Regions from separate parts of the Arachis hypogaea genome. Here region 1 is linked to region 2. Evidence: chromatin contacts called from public Hi-C data. All regions are on one chromosome and are shown on one strand. Each heading gives the region's core, a stretch centred on a gene start, on an enhancer-like site or on the middle of the called end of the contact. The rest is flanking DNA. Distances are from core to core; before and after follow the strand shown. Region 1 has its middle 16 kb from the start of LOC112751258. Region 2 holds the start of LOC112751250 (F-box/LRR-repeat protein 3).

What was found. A called contact is a pair of places that touch in the nucleus more often than the background predicts.
Region 1: a contact with region 2 is called in a Hi-C map of leaf, with 3 times the contacts expected there. The contact joins the enhancer-like site here to the promoter of LOC112751250 in region 2. A contact is called at or near these places in 4 of 8 Hi-C or Micro-C datasets (leaf and an unstated tissue).

Annotation. Positions count from the first base shown.
Region 1 is chr2:92,622,294-92,629,305 of arahy.Tifrunner.gnm2.J5K5, forward strand. No RefSeq gene overlaps it. Among protein-coding and RNA genes, the nearest start is that of LOC112751258, 16 kb to the right of the region's middle. Within about 2 kb of position 4,983, at least 2 of the 3 cell types and tissues checked have open chromatin away from gene starts, as enhancers often do.
Region 2 is chr2:92,591,793-92,598,741 of arahy.Tifrunner.gnm2.J5K5, forward strand. LOC112751250 (F-box/LRR-repeat protein 3) reads right to left here and starts at 2,572. Exons shown (of 7, transcript XM_025800329.3): 1 at 1,648-2,572; 2 at 1,003-1,134; 3 at 777-881; 4 at 166-689. The coding sequence starts at 2,310.

The DNA of each region.
Region 1 (7,012 bases), core at 3,733-6,232, 33 kb after region 2:
TTTAAAAAAAAACTAAGTATTTAATCAAGTCACAACGCTCGTCTTTTTTGCATATATATACATATTGTCGTTACTACTTTTTCTTCTTCTTTCTCCTCCTTCATTATTCTTCATTGGTGGCGTCGTCATCATCATCATCATCTTCTTCTCCAATAATGTCATCATCATCTTCTTCTTCAGCAATGTCATCATCATCGGTGGCGTCGTCGTCATCATCGTCATCTTCTTCAATAATATCATCTTTTTCTTCTTCAACAATGATATTATCATCGTTGTCGTCGTTGTCGTCATCATCTTCTTCTCTTGTTCTTTAATTTTTCAAGGTTGTCGTCTTCTTTTTCAGCAACTTCTTCTTCTTTTGTTTGATTTCTTTTTCCTTCTCATCCTTCGTCATTATCATAATCGTTATCGTTTTCTTCATCTTTTTTTTCTATATATGTTCATAAAACTAAAGTACAAAATTTTTTATTCATAACATACAATATTTTACTATACATCAGAAAAATTTTTAAATTAAAGGACCACATGTCCTGAACATTGATACCCAACCAACAAAATATGCAAAACACAAATTTTAGTACATAGCACAAAAAATTTGGTGCACAATATAAAATTTTTTTAAAGAATTATATTTCCAAAATATTGACATCCAACCAACAAAATATATATAATATAAAAATTTTGGTGTAGAGAATAGAAATTTTTTATACAGTACAAAAATTTGAAAGACTACATGTCTAGACCATTGATTCACGCAACCAACAAATTACTTTGATAGCAAAAATTTATGTACTATATAAAAAAAATCTTGTATCGTGGGTAAAATTTTTTGTACTATATGCAAAAATTTATGTGTTATATTGATAAGTTTGTGTTTTGTGCAAAAATTTAGGACAAATTACTGAAATAAGCCAAGGGGAGGAGAAATTTATACCAATCAGTCAAATAAAAAACTGGTTCATGAATCAACCAGTACACATTTCTATATAGTTTGAATCACCCTAATTCGAACTTCAATCTCCATGTAATTCGAATTATACTAATTCGAATTACACACACGCACACATCCACTAATTCGAATCAACCTGATTCGAATTACACACACAGTAATTCGAATCAAGGTGATTCGAATTACACCCACACACGCGTTCCAAGGTAATTCAAATTGGGGTGATTCGAATTACACAAGCTATAATTCAAATGACACTGGTTTGAATAATACAGTGCTAGACGTGTATAAATATGGCGTAAACGTGAATTAATCTCATTAGAGTGAGAAAATGGCTAGTGATGAGAGTTTTGTAGTGTTGGTTCATCACAGAGGATCGATTAAGAGCAAAAAACGATCTGGTGTGAAGTTCATTGATAAGGATCCTCTTAGTATTTTTAGCAGGCCTACGACGAGCTATGATGAGTTTGAGTTCTATACTACAGAAACTTGGTCTGCAAGGCGTGAAACGGGTTCACAAGTTATTCTATCGCATTCCGATCTCAGTGCTGCAAGAAATAGTGAAGTATGATTGTTTCACGATAGGGAGTGATATGAACTTGCAGGTCCTGTTTCATTATCACCGGCAGTTTCCCAAGGTTAGGACACCTGAGCTATTGGCGAAGTTGGTTAATATGGTATCTAGCTCTGGGGGTTCGAACCGGAATATCCACACTATAGGCACGGTAGCTGGTTCTAACTCCAGACCTGTTGGTGTATCTTCGTCCGTCCCTGTGAATGAACCTCTGGACGAGCCTGTCGCCTCCCCGTCTTTCGCTGTTGATCTCAATTGTAGTGGAGGTGGAGAGGTTGGTATAGTGGATATTGTGTCGACTTCTTTACAGTGTGCTGCATTGGCTGGTCTGGGCGATGCATTGCTGGATGATGTTGACGATGATGATGTGGAGCCGGATATGATTGCTGATGACAGTGGCGATGATATTGCAGCGAGTGATCGAGTTGGGGCTGGAGGTGGTTCTAGCTCTGGCACACAACAGTACCCTCCGCACTTTTCATCTTTGCACTTAATCACTAACAAAACCACCAACGAAATCACCAACAAAACCACCATGATAACCACCAACAAAACCACTAACAAAACCACCACAAAAACTACTCACAAAACCGCAAGGGGGACCGCAACCAAAACCACAAGCAAATCCACAACCACAACCACTAACTAAACCACCCTAAAACCACTAACAAGGTCACTAACATAACCACTTACATAGCCATTTAAGCAACCGCTAATAAAACTGCTTACGAAACCATATACATTATCACTAACAAAACATAAAAAATCAGTCACATGCAATGTTATCAACGTCATTTACCATCCAAACCACTAACATAACATATATAAACATACGAATAAGTTACTTAATCCTACTCTTAAAAAAAAAGATTACGTACTAACATCTTCGTTGATGACCCCGGCTATATGAGCTACTCCATCTAAACGATATAGTCTGTCCGGATTATCTCCCATGGGCTGAATATCCTGCTCGAGCCTTTGTTGGAGTCGTTCTCTCTGGGATTTGGTGGGGTATGATAATGAAAAATTGGTTCAAATGAGGTTGGTTCGAACTCCTTTTATAGCCGAAGTATGAGAAATTTGAAACACCCTAATTCGAATTACTATTAGAGCAAAAAATTGAGTAATTCGAATCACCCCAATTCAAATTACCTTGGAACGCGTGTGTGGGTGTAATTTGGATCACCCTGATTCGAATTACTGTGTGTGTAATTCGAATCAGGTTGATTTGAATTAGTGGGTGTGTGCGTGTGTGTAATTCGAATCAGGTTGATTTGAATTAGTGGGTGTGTGCGTGGGTGTAATTCGAATCAGTGTGATTCGAATTACATGGAGATTGAAGTTTGAATTAGGGTGATTCGAACTATATAGAACTGTCTCTTGGTTGATTCATGAACCAGTTTTTAATTTAGCTGATTGGTGTAAATTTCTCCTCCCCTTAGCTTATTTAAGTGATTTGCCCAAAAATTTGTGCTATGTGCTATGTAAATAAATTTTATACTCTCCAATAAAAATTTTTATGCTAAAAAATGCAAAAAAAAAAAAGAAAAACGACAACATATGCACATTTTTTTTAGACTTATACCAACTTAATTAGATTTAATTTTAAAAAAAATTGTACATTTAACATTACCAATAAAAAATTACACAACACATAATTCTTTCCCTAACCTATAGCTTAAAATTTTGTTTGAAAATTAAATTACACATACAATTAATAAATTGATTTATTAAGAATGTCAATACTATTTTCTCATCAAAGATTTTATATTTAAATTATATCTTACGATATATCAATAATCAAGTCACCTCGAGCAAAATAAATATAAATTTAATAAATTTTATATAATAATTATTTTAAAAAAAAATTTGCATATCATAATTATAAGAACTACTCCTTATAAATAAAGTTAGAATAATGATTAGAAGACTTTTAATTTACCTTTTAATTTTTCAAATAACTAAATTATTTTAAAAAATTATCTTAAAATATAATTAAGCGAATAACTTAAGATTTAAGAGTTTCTATCATTGTTCACAAAAATTGTAAGCAGATTCTGTGGAGATATTTGCATATTTTGAATTTTTGATGCTTGCATGTGAAAGAGAAAGTCACATCAATCTTTTCTTCCGTACCTATAATTCATATTTCATAGCCCATGGTTTTTGGTGGAAAGGTATACGTGTGTTTCTAATTTGTAGTTCTCTTGTACATTCTTGTTTTTTTCTTCTCTGTGTTGTCTATTTCATACATAATAATTATACAACAATGAATCACGTTATTTCTAAATTTCTGAATTTCAATAAATTAAAATTAATAATAAACACATATAAATGTAAGGTCAGATTTGATTTTTGGCAAAGTATTCAATGAGGCTTTATATGGTAGCCAACCTCATTGATGAGATTATAAAGAATATTGCTGAGAGTGTCCCTGTATTTATTGGAATTTTTTCACACAGATATATAATGAATGATGCTACACATTTACAATATTGCCTGTAACAGTTGCAAATGAGAATGAAAATCATCTCTTTATACATCAATTGCATTTTGTTTCCAAATCCCAAAGTCTCATAATTTTCTTGTATACATATAGTAAATTAGTAATGGATACTCTAATCTGTTATTTTCTTAGATTGTTGTAGAATGAGTAGTTTAAATGTATCAAATAATAAAATCTTGGGAATATTTCTTGAATGTCCCTCTATGGTTTATAATATGAATTTATACCAAATTTTTATATCTGAATTTTGATTTAAGTTGTCAAAATGGACTATTATTTCATTAATAATCTCATCATATTGTTTATATATATTTAGAGATCCATAACTCACATTTAACATCTTATATCTCACATGATTAAATTGTCAAAATAGGTTTATTTCATTAGTAATTTTATCATATTGTCTATATATATTTGGAGATGACAATTTGCATCTAACATCTTATATCTCACATGATTAAATTAATAAAATAAGCTTATTTCATTAATAATTCCATTATATTGTCTATATATATATTTGGAGATCGATAACTCACATCTAACATCTAACATCTTATATTTTATATGATTAAATTGTCAGGATGAGCTTATTTCATTATTAATCCCATCAAATTGAGACATAAAAATGTAAATGTGTAATATTTTTCATATATAATATTGGCTGAACTGATGCCAACAAATTTTTAATCCATGGATCTCATAATTGATATTTAAAAACCCACCAAAAATAGTCATATCATTTTTTTGTATGGTTTCGTTCCAAAATCTCGACCATAAAAAAAGAGAGGGCACCAACCAGTGCCAAAAAAAATTACAACAGAATTCAACTTTACACACAAAAATCAGAAAAACATCAAGATCCAAAGAAACATAAAGATTGAAAGAAAACACTATACTAAACTACTACAGCAAGTCCAAAAAAAAAAAAAAAAAAAAACTACTACAGATTCTACACTCCTCGTTTCTTAAGGTTCCTTCGACATTGCCATTAAGATCCAAAGAAATAAGGAATCACCAATAATAACCTGCTATATAATTAATTACTTTGAAGTACCATGTATTAGTAGCAACTTATTGATACCACACTTATGTGCCACTTTCATTTGATTTTGTTATACTCCTCCATTTATTTATGTGTTTAAACTCATTTGCATTAGCTTGTTTGAATTGCAGCGTCTCCACACATTGCAACCAGTTCAAGAATTTGTTCCTTTGGAATTAATGTCTTTCTTTGACGTCCACTGTATCATCATATAATTTATGGAAAGGGTTAAAGTTTTAACTTTTAAGTTTTTATTTGGTTTGAAATTAACATACTTTTTTACATTGAACACATTATTAATATTAAAATGAATTTATCGTATCATCATCTATCAAAAAAATTAGGAAGTAAGATTTAGGAGTAAGGTTAAAATTTAGATTTTAAATTTGGACATGATTTATAAAGTTTGTTTGTTTTTTTTCATTTAGGAAATTAATATCGCTATATTTACCTACTTGAATGAAATTCTTTTATTTATTATATTTATACTATTATAAAGTTATTCATTTGTAATTTATCAATAATTTGAGGTGTACGATTTGTTACGAATAGGATTATTAATACTTTTAGTTATAAGGTATAAACTTAGTTTGCAAACCTTTATTTTTTCTTAGGAATACATTGATATTACTTTTATTATTAAATTTTTAGGTACAGATTTAGTTTATATCTTATTTTTTTATTGAACAAATTAGTATGATTTTAATTTACTTTAAGATGTCTCTCTTTATTAATTACGGAATTAAGTTAAATGATTTAGGAATAGGAGGAAAATCTAGGTGTTAGGGCATAGTGTCTTGGACATAGTGTCTTGAATACATTTCAATACTATCTTGCTGGCACTCAAATTTACTCAATTTTTTGAGTTAAGATTAAGTTAGTCTATTTCTCAGTACTTAGCAAGAAATTTAAAAACCTAAGAGAATATAAGAAAAAGAAAACCAAAACACTTTATTGCTTAAGTGTTTATTACAAATGACTCACACATACAAATTCTAATTCTCACCCGTATTTATAGTCATCCACAGTGACAGACCAGAAAATTTATGTTGGGGAGGCAAAAATAATATACATTATTATCAAAAGATATATTAATCTAAATTCAAAAAAATAAAAGTGCACATTAATTATTCGAATAAAAAAAATAAAAAATTACATATAATAAAATAGAACGAAAGATATTTTTTAAAATATTTTTTTATTATTATTTCTATAAATAAAAAATATATATTCTAAATTTGTAAATTAATCAATTGATTTTAGAAATTTATATGCAACATAATTACATATAATAAAGTAGAACGAAAGATAAACAAATAATAAGGATCACTAAAATGAGAATAAAATAAAATATATAAATTTATAAAGAGAATAAAAAATTAGATTAATACCTAAACTATAATTGTTTGAATTATAATTTGTAATTGAAAATATCAAAAAGAGAAACAATAAAATTGAAAGATATATAGAGTCATAAAAAGTTAATTTAAAAAAATAGAGAATTTAAAATTTATTTTTTGATGAAAAAAATGACCACTAGAGAAATAATAGAAAAAGAAGGTTGAAACTAAGAAGAGGATTTAAGAGAATAAAAGAGTGATGATGACTGAAATTTGAGAATAAGAGAAGACTAAATTTGATTAGATTAACTAATAGTCAAAATGATAAAAAGATAAAGTGAATTTAAGACTTTAAATAATTGGAATAAATTTATTTGTAATAAAGTCACTTAAAAATTAAAATGGAGGCACATGTTATATATGTATATATTTAAAAAAAAAAGAAAGAGTAGGGGCAAATGCCCCCTAATTAGCGGTGGCAAAACGAGTCGAGTCCACCGGGCCGATCCGCTAAACCCGCTAAAAAGGCGTGTCGGGTTAGGATTTGGAGCCCGCCAAATTAAAAAAATCCGTCAAACCCGCACCGCCAAATTGGCAGGTT
Region 2 (6,949 bases), core at 1,322-3,821:
TGTGACTTCAATGTAGTGCATATTTTCAACCTAAATCAATTTCACTTGATGCAAAAGAATGATGTTTAAATTAAAAGCAAAACATAAAATTGAAATTGTTATATAACACCAAAGGATGCATACATTATACATTAAATCTAAAGCCTATAAATTTGAATCACAAACCTGTAGAGATCCAGCTCCTTTAAATTTGAGCAGCACATGCCGACATAGGCAAGTCCTCTGTCCGTTATGTTCAAGCAAATTCCTACTTTCAGGACGGAGAGTCTTGAACAACGAGAAATGGACTTAAGACCTTCATCGTCAATTTCATTATCTGTTAGGTCAAGCTCCTGAAGTGAATGGCACTTCTGTCCAATCAAGATAAATGCTTCTTGTGAAACTAGAGTGCACGACTCCATTCTGAGAGATGTGAGATTAGTGCAAGAATTCGCAATGCTGGCAATGGAGACGTCAGTTATCTTGCGGCAGCACGTGATATCAAGCTTCCTCAAATCTCTGTGTTTAGACACAAGAAATGATAGAGCTTCATCCGTCACTCCCATGCATTTGCTTAGACTTAGTTCCCGAAGTGAAATGCACAAATTTCCAATGGCCCTTAATCCAGCACAGGTAACCAGGCAGCCGTCTAATACAATTGATTGCAACATGGAGAGTTTACTCAAACCATCAGCAAGAGCAACAGTCACCTGGAAAATCAAATAACAATTAGCAACAATTGAAACCATCAACCCCAAGTATTGAAAACAAAAAATTTACCAAGATATAACAATTACAGGAGAGCCATCTGCCAGGATGAGTTGCTCCATGCATCCAGAAATACTTGTTAACTTGGCCAGACCAACATGACTAATATTTTGACAACCTTTGATATCAAGTTTCTGCAGAAGGCAGCAGGTAGCAAGTTATATCAAGAAAACAAGTGCATAGTTGAAGAGAAGGAAAAATCAATAGTACACCAACTGATGCAAACAAATGTTCCATCTAAAAGAAAATACATACCTTTAGCGTCCTGCACCCTTGTTTGAAGACATCGTCTGCAAGGCTGTCATCATCAATGCCATAGCATCCTTCAAGGACCAAATCTTCAAGATGTTGCAACTTAAATATTGATTGCAGGCATTTGTCTGTGATCTGCACAACACAATAAACAAATTAGACAAACAACATCAACCAGATCTTTCTAAAAACCTATAACTCAATAGGAAAAACCCACCCTACATTCAAACAGTAATAAGTCAATTTAATATCAAAAGAACAGCTCAAACGCTATATACTATTGATGGTATCTAATATTGTTGTTTCTCATAATAAACCAATAAAAAAACTAACTGGAAAACCAATTCATTATTTTTGCTTTTCATCACTAACTTATCCTCACATGAGCTGCTTCAGTTTCAAATACACTTGGTAACACCATCAACAATGATTAATGAGTAATAGTAATAATTCACGGATTCCAATTCCAAATATACATAAAAATAAATAAATCAAAATATCAAACATGTGGAAGTCATTAATCCATCCCGTAATTTCAATCACCATCCAATTTTCCATTTTTGTTGAATCAAAAAACAAATAAAGACGACACATCATAATATTAACTATTGAACCAAATTAGAGACAAGAACAAGAACAAGAACTCACAGGCAAATAGGACAGATCCAAACTCTGAAGGTCCTTGCACTTGATCGCAAGCAACTCAACCCCCAAATCACCAACACCAACGCACCATTTCAAGCTTATCAACTTCAGCTTCCTGCAACCCACCGCTATACACCCGATCCCCATGTCCGTAACGAGCTTACACCTAGCCAGCCACAGCTTCTCTAAATTCTTCGCACGCGCCACCGCCGCCGCCGCCGCGTCCCTCAGTTCCGTCGCGTTCGACAAATCCAGCTCCGCCAAGTTCGGGCAGTTGACAACCACGCTCGTCAGCCCCGCGGCGGTGAAGAATCTCGACCTGGAGAGATCCAGTCGGCGGAGCGCGTGGCCGCACGCGCCGGCTAGCGAGTTGAGCGTCGGATCAGTGACGCGCGGGCAGAGGGTTAGGTCGAGGTTGGAGAGGTTCGGGTAGCGTGTGAGGAGGCGCGTGAGGTTGTGGTGGTCGGAGCGCAGTGGTCGGAGGTTGCGGCGGTGGCGGGATTCAAGTGAGTGGAAAGAGCGGCAAACAAGAGCGAACGATTTGAGCGAAGATGGTTGGTTTTCGAGGAAATCGAGGATTATGAAGATGAGTTCTTCCGATAACGCATCGAAGGGGTTGTTTCTACCGTGGTCCATAGTTGGGTGGAGTAGTTTCTGCTTCTTCATTATTTTTTTTTTTTCCTCTTTTGGTCCTCCAAAGAAAAAAAGAGGAGAGGAAGAGGAAGAGGAAGAGAGTGAGTTGTTTTTGTTATAACGGTTTAACAGAAGATTTATTGCTTGATGATTGATTTATTGGAGACGATGGAGGAAGATGGGTGAGGTGTTTTGTTATAAGGACTAAAATGCCCCTATCAATCACTTGTCATCTTTTATATTTAAGACTAAATAGAGCGTTGTGTACCTGCCGGGCTTATCTATCTACACTTTCAAATGACAAAAGAGTCCCTTGTTCCCTTCTATTCCTTTCCAACTTCTGTTGCTCCAAGTCAGGTGCCAGGTACAACCTAGTTTAACATGTAACATTCATTTCAGGATAATTGCTAATAATTAACTTTCATATGTTTTAATTTTTTATAACAATTAATATAGGTTGGATTTATTTATTAAAAACGTATATACATATCAAAAATTAATTATCGTATCAATCGATATATTTTTATGTATAAATATATATTATTTAAATTATTTTTAATATATATTTTATAGTAATAATTAATTTAATATTTAATTTTTTGTATACACCGTATACGTAGTATAATTATTAATTATAGTATTTTTTAAAAAATTAATAACTTTTATAGGGCAAAATACTAAAATAAGTCAAGGGGAGAAAATTTTTACGCAAATCCGCCAAATCAAAATATGGTTTATGAATCAACCAATGCATGTTCATATGTAGTTCGAATCAACTAGATTCGAACTCGATCTACACATAATTCGAATTATGTTGCTTCGAATTATACACAAAACTCACACACACTAATTCGAATCAATCTGATTCGAATTACACACATACAATAATTCGAATCAGGTTGATTCGAATTACACCCTAATTATTAAAAAAAATAATTTATTAAAAAATTTATTAAAAAAATAATAATTGAAAATTAAAAATATATATTTTATTTCATACATTAAAAAAAAGCTAACAAAATATTTAATTACAAGACTTCTTTAAAATATTAATGAGCTATCAATTTGAATTCCATACAATACTCTTTTGTCCATTTTTAATAGCTCATGAATATTTTTTATAAATTTTTTTTTAAATTATATGGTGAGATATTACATGATTTGAATTACGCATGGGAAGTTCAATCACTCTGATTCGAATTATATGGTGAGCAATTCGAATTCTATACAATACTATTCTGCCCATTCTTAATAGCTCATGAATATTTTTTAATAAATTTATTTTAATTATACTACAAAAAAATATTTTATTCTATGCAAAATAATTTAAAAAATGGCTTAAAAGATGTTTGGAGTACTATAAAAATTTGTAATGACTTAGGACATTAAAGAAATACTCTACATACTCGATAATAATTTAGAAATTAAAGAAAATATATTTTTATCATGTATTTACCTAAATCACTAGAATATTACAAACTTTTATAATACTCATAATATTTTTTAAGCCATTTTTTTAAAATTATTTTGTATAGAATAAAATATATTTTTTAATTATTTTGGATGGAATAAAATATTTTTTTTAATTTCTAAATTATTATTGACTATGTAGAGTATTTTATTTAAAATTTGTATACATGCATATATTTACTTAAGTCATTAGAATATTACAAATTTTTATAGTACTCCAAATATTTTTTAAGCCATTTTTTAAATTATTTTGAATAGAATAAAATATTTTTTTGTGGTATAACTCAAATAAATTTATTAAAAAATATTCATGAGCTATCAAGAATGGGCAGAAGAGTATTGTATAGAATTCGAATTGCTCACCATATAATTCGAATCAGAGTGATTGAACTTCCCATGCGTAATTCGAATCATGTAATATCTCACCATATAATTTAAAAAAATTTATTAAAAAATATTCATGAGCTATTAAAAATGGACAAAAGAGTATCGTATGGAATTTAAATTGATAGCTCATTAATATTTTAAAGAAGTCTTGTAATTAAATATTTTGTTAGCTTTTTTTTAATGCATGAAATAAAATATATTTTTTTAATTTTAAATTATTATTTTTTAATAAATTATTTTTTTAATAATTAGGGTGTAATTCGAATCAACCTGATTCGAATTATTGTACGTGTGTAATTCGAATCAGGTTGTATAATTCGAAGCAACATGATTCGAATTATGGTTGATTTATGAACCAAATTTTGGTTTGGCGGATTTGCGTAAAAATTTTTTCCCTTAGGCTTATTTTAGTGTTTTGCCCTTTTTTATAGTTGTGAAGAAGAACTCAAAATTGATTTTGAGTAGCAAATTTTTTTAATTTTATTCTAAAATAAATCTATCCGACAAATAACAAAATGTTTACTTTTTTATTTAAAAATAAAATTAAATTTTACTCATATAAATAATAAATATATACCAAAGAATATATATTTAAATAATATTTTGTTTGATAAAACAAAAGAAAGAAAAAGTGGCAGTACAATAATATATAGAACGTTACTAACTAGAGGAAGGGTATTTTGGTCAGATACGGAAGATAAAAGCAGCCGTACGGAGAAGGACAGGTATGGACGGAAATAATAAGTGGAAAAGCGGGAGGGTAAGAAGGTAATTTAGGGGCTAGTGAGTGGCTTTCATTATCTGATGCAGATGACATATGGTGGAGGACTATATGAGGAAGGACAGATTCAAGTGCGGCCAGTACGATGGCCAGGACCATTCCTTGCCCCATAATTCACACTAACCTTTTTTCTACTTTTCTTACTTAAATTAATTATTTATTTTTTAAACAACTTTTTCTTCTTCTTATCTTCCTTATATTCTATTATTTATATAAAATTTCTTACATGTTGTAAAATAAATTATATCATGTTATTAACAAAATTTGTATTTTTTAGAAAAATAATAACTTTTAAATAATTAATTAAAATTTAATGAAAAATTGTTCAATCAATATTTTAAATAATAAAAGTTGTCTTTGAAATTAGGTTTTGACAACATTAATATACACAAATTTTATTACAAAATTTAATTATCATTAATGAAAATAATTATCTATGACATATTAAATTAATAATTATATACTACTTACAAATTTAGATAACATGTATGAAATTACAGTCCAAATCTAAGCGCAGTCCGATGGCAGATAAACAGATTTAAAAGCAATTATATATATAGAGCAGAATTTTCTTATTGATTGTAAGAAATGTTATTATATAAAAGATTTTTAAATAAAGAAAGAGAAAAGGTTGCGAAAAGTCCAAAGTTTGAAAATAAAAAAGAATTGCCGTACTTATAGGTGGCCTTGCATAGTACCTGCCTGACTCAGATAAGAACAGTTAGAGGGGGAAAAAAAGCTTTGTGGTGGGTGGTGCCATGATTATGAGAGAGAGAGAGAGAGTCAAAATTCCACAACAAACATAGATCAGAATTTTAGGTCAGGGATGTTGTGGCTCATAAACGCACTAACCTCCTCCAATTTATTTTCAACTTTCTTTTTAAAAAAAATAGATTTTTGAGTTTTTGGCTCGTCAATATCTACAAAAAATCCAGACGTATCCATACTTAGGTTTAATTTGTTCTATTTTAAAAGTCTTTTTTATGTGTATATTTGTATATCGATCAGATTAATACAATAAAAATTATGTTTAATTTTTTTGTTAGTTTTGTCAGACTTAAATAAATAAAAAGATCAATATGTCTAAATTTTGAAAAGGTTAAAAATTTATTTTTTTTTATGTTTAATCTATTTTTTGAAAAAATAAATTTATGCTGTACAGTACTACACTTTTTTTTTTCTGTTGATAATGTGAGTTTATGGTAGATGGATGTGATAGTAATATTTAGATGACCTAATATTATTGTTATCTGAAAAATAGATTACCCCAGGACCGTACATATTACTACTTTGGGTATTTATCTTCCATAAATAGCAGGTATGACTCTCTTGGGTTAAAAATAATTTATATGGTATAAAATTGAGTGAAATTCTCAAAATGGATTTTTTTTTTTTTTAATACGGATAGGGAATTTGAAACTAAGGATATCATTGATTTTTACTCTTATGTTTGATATTTTTGTTTAAGTGAAAATCTAAGTACAGTCAATTTTAGATGAAATAGATAACTGAAAATATTAGATAATTTAATTGATTTGTAAATAATTTTTTTATAAATTTAACCCAAAAATATTATGTACATATTAAAAAATTAATTATTAAATTAGTCATTATATATTTATATATAAATATATATATTATTTAACTTATTTTTAATTTTTATTTTATATTTTAATATATATTTTATACGGATAACTAATTTAATAATTTAATAATTAATTTTTTATATATACATAACTATGAATCTAATTATATACTCCTATTTCAAAATAATGATTATTTACTACCGTAAAAAGGTAGAAATTATTTTTTATATAAAAAAATAAGTGGTGTTTTTATATAATATTATCATTTAATTTGGAGTATTTTTTAATATTGTAGATGTGCTAAAAAATTATGTAATAATTTTCTACGTATACTCTTACATATTAAATAAGAAGATAACACGTATTTAACATGCACTTTTCATATCAAATAAAAAAAAACACCTGTCCAACCCATACTTTATATATTCTCTACACGATTGTACTACAA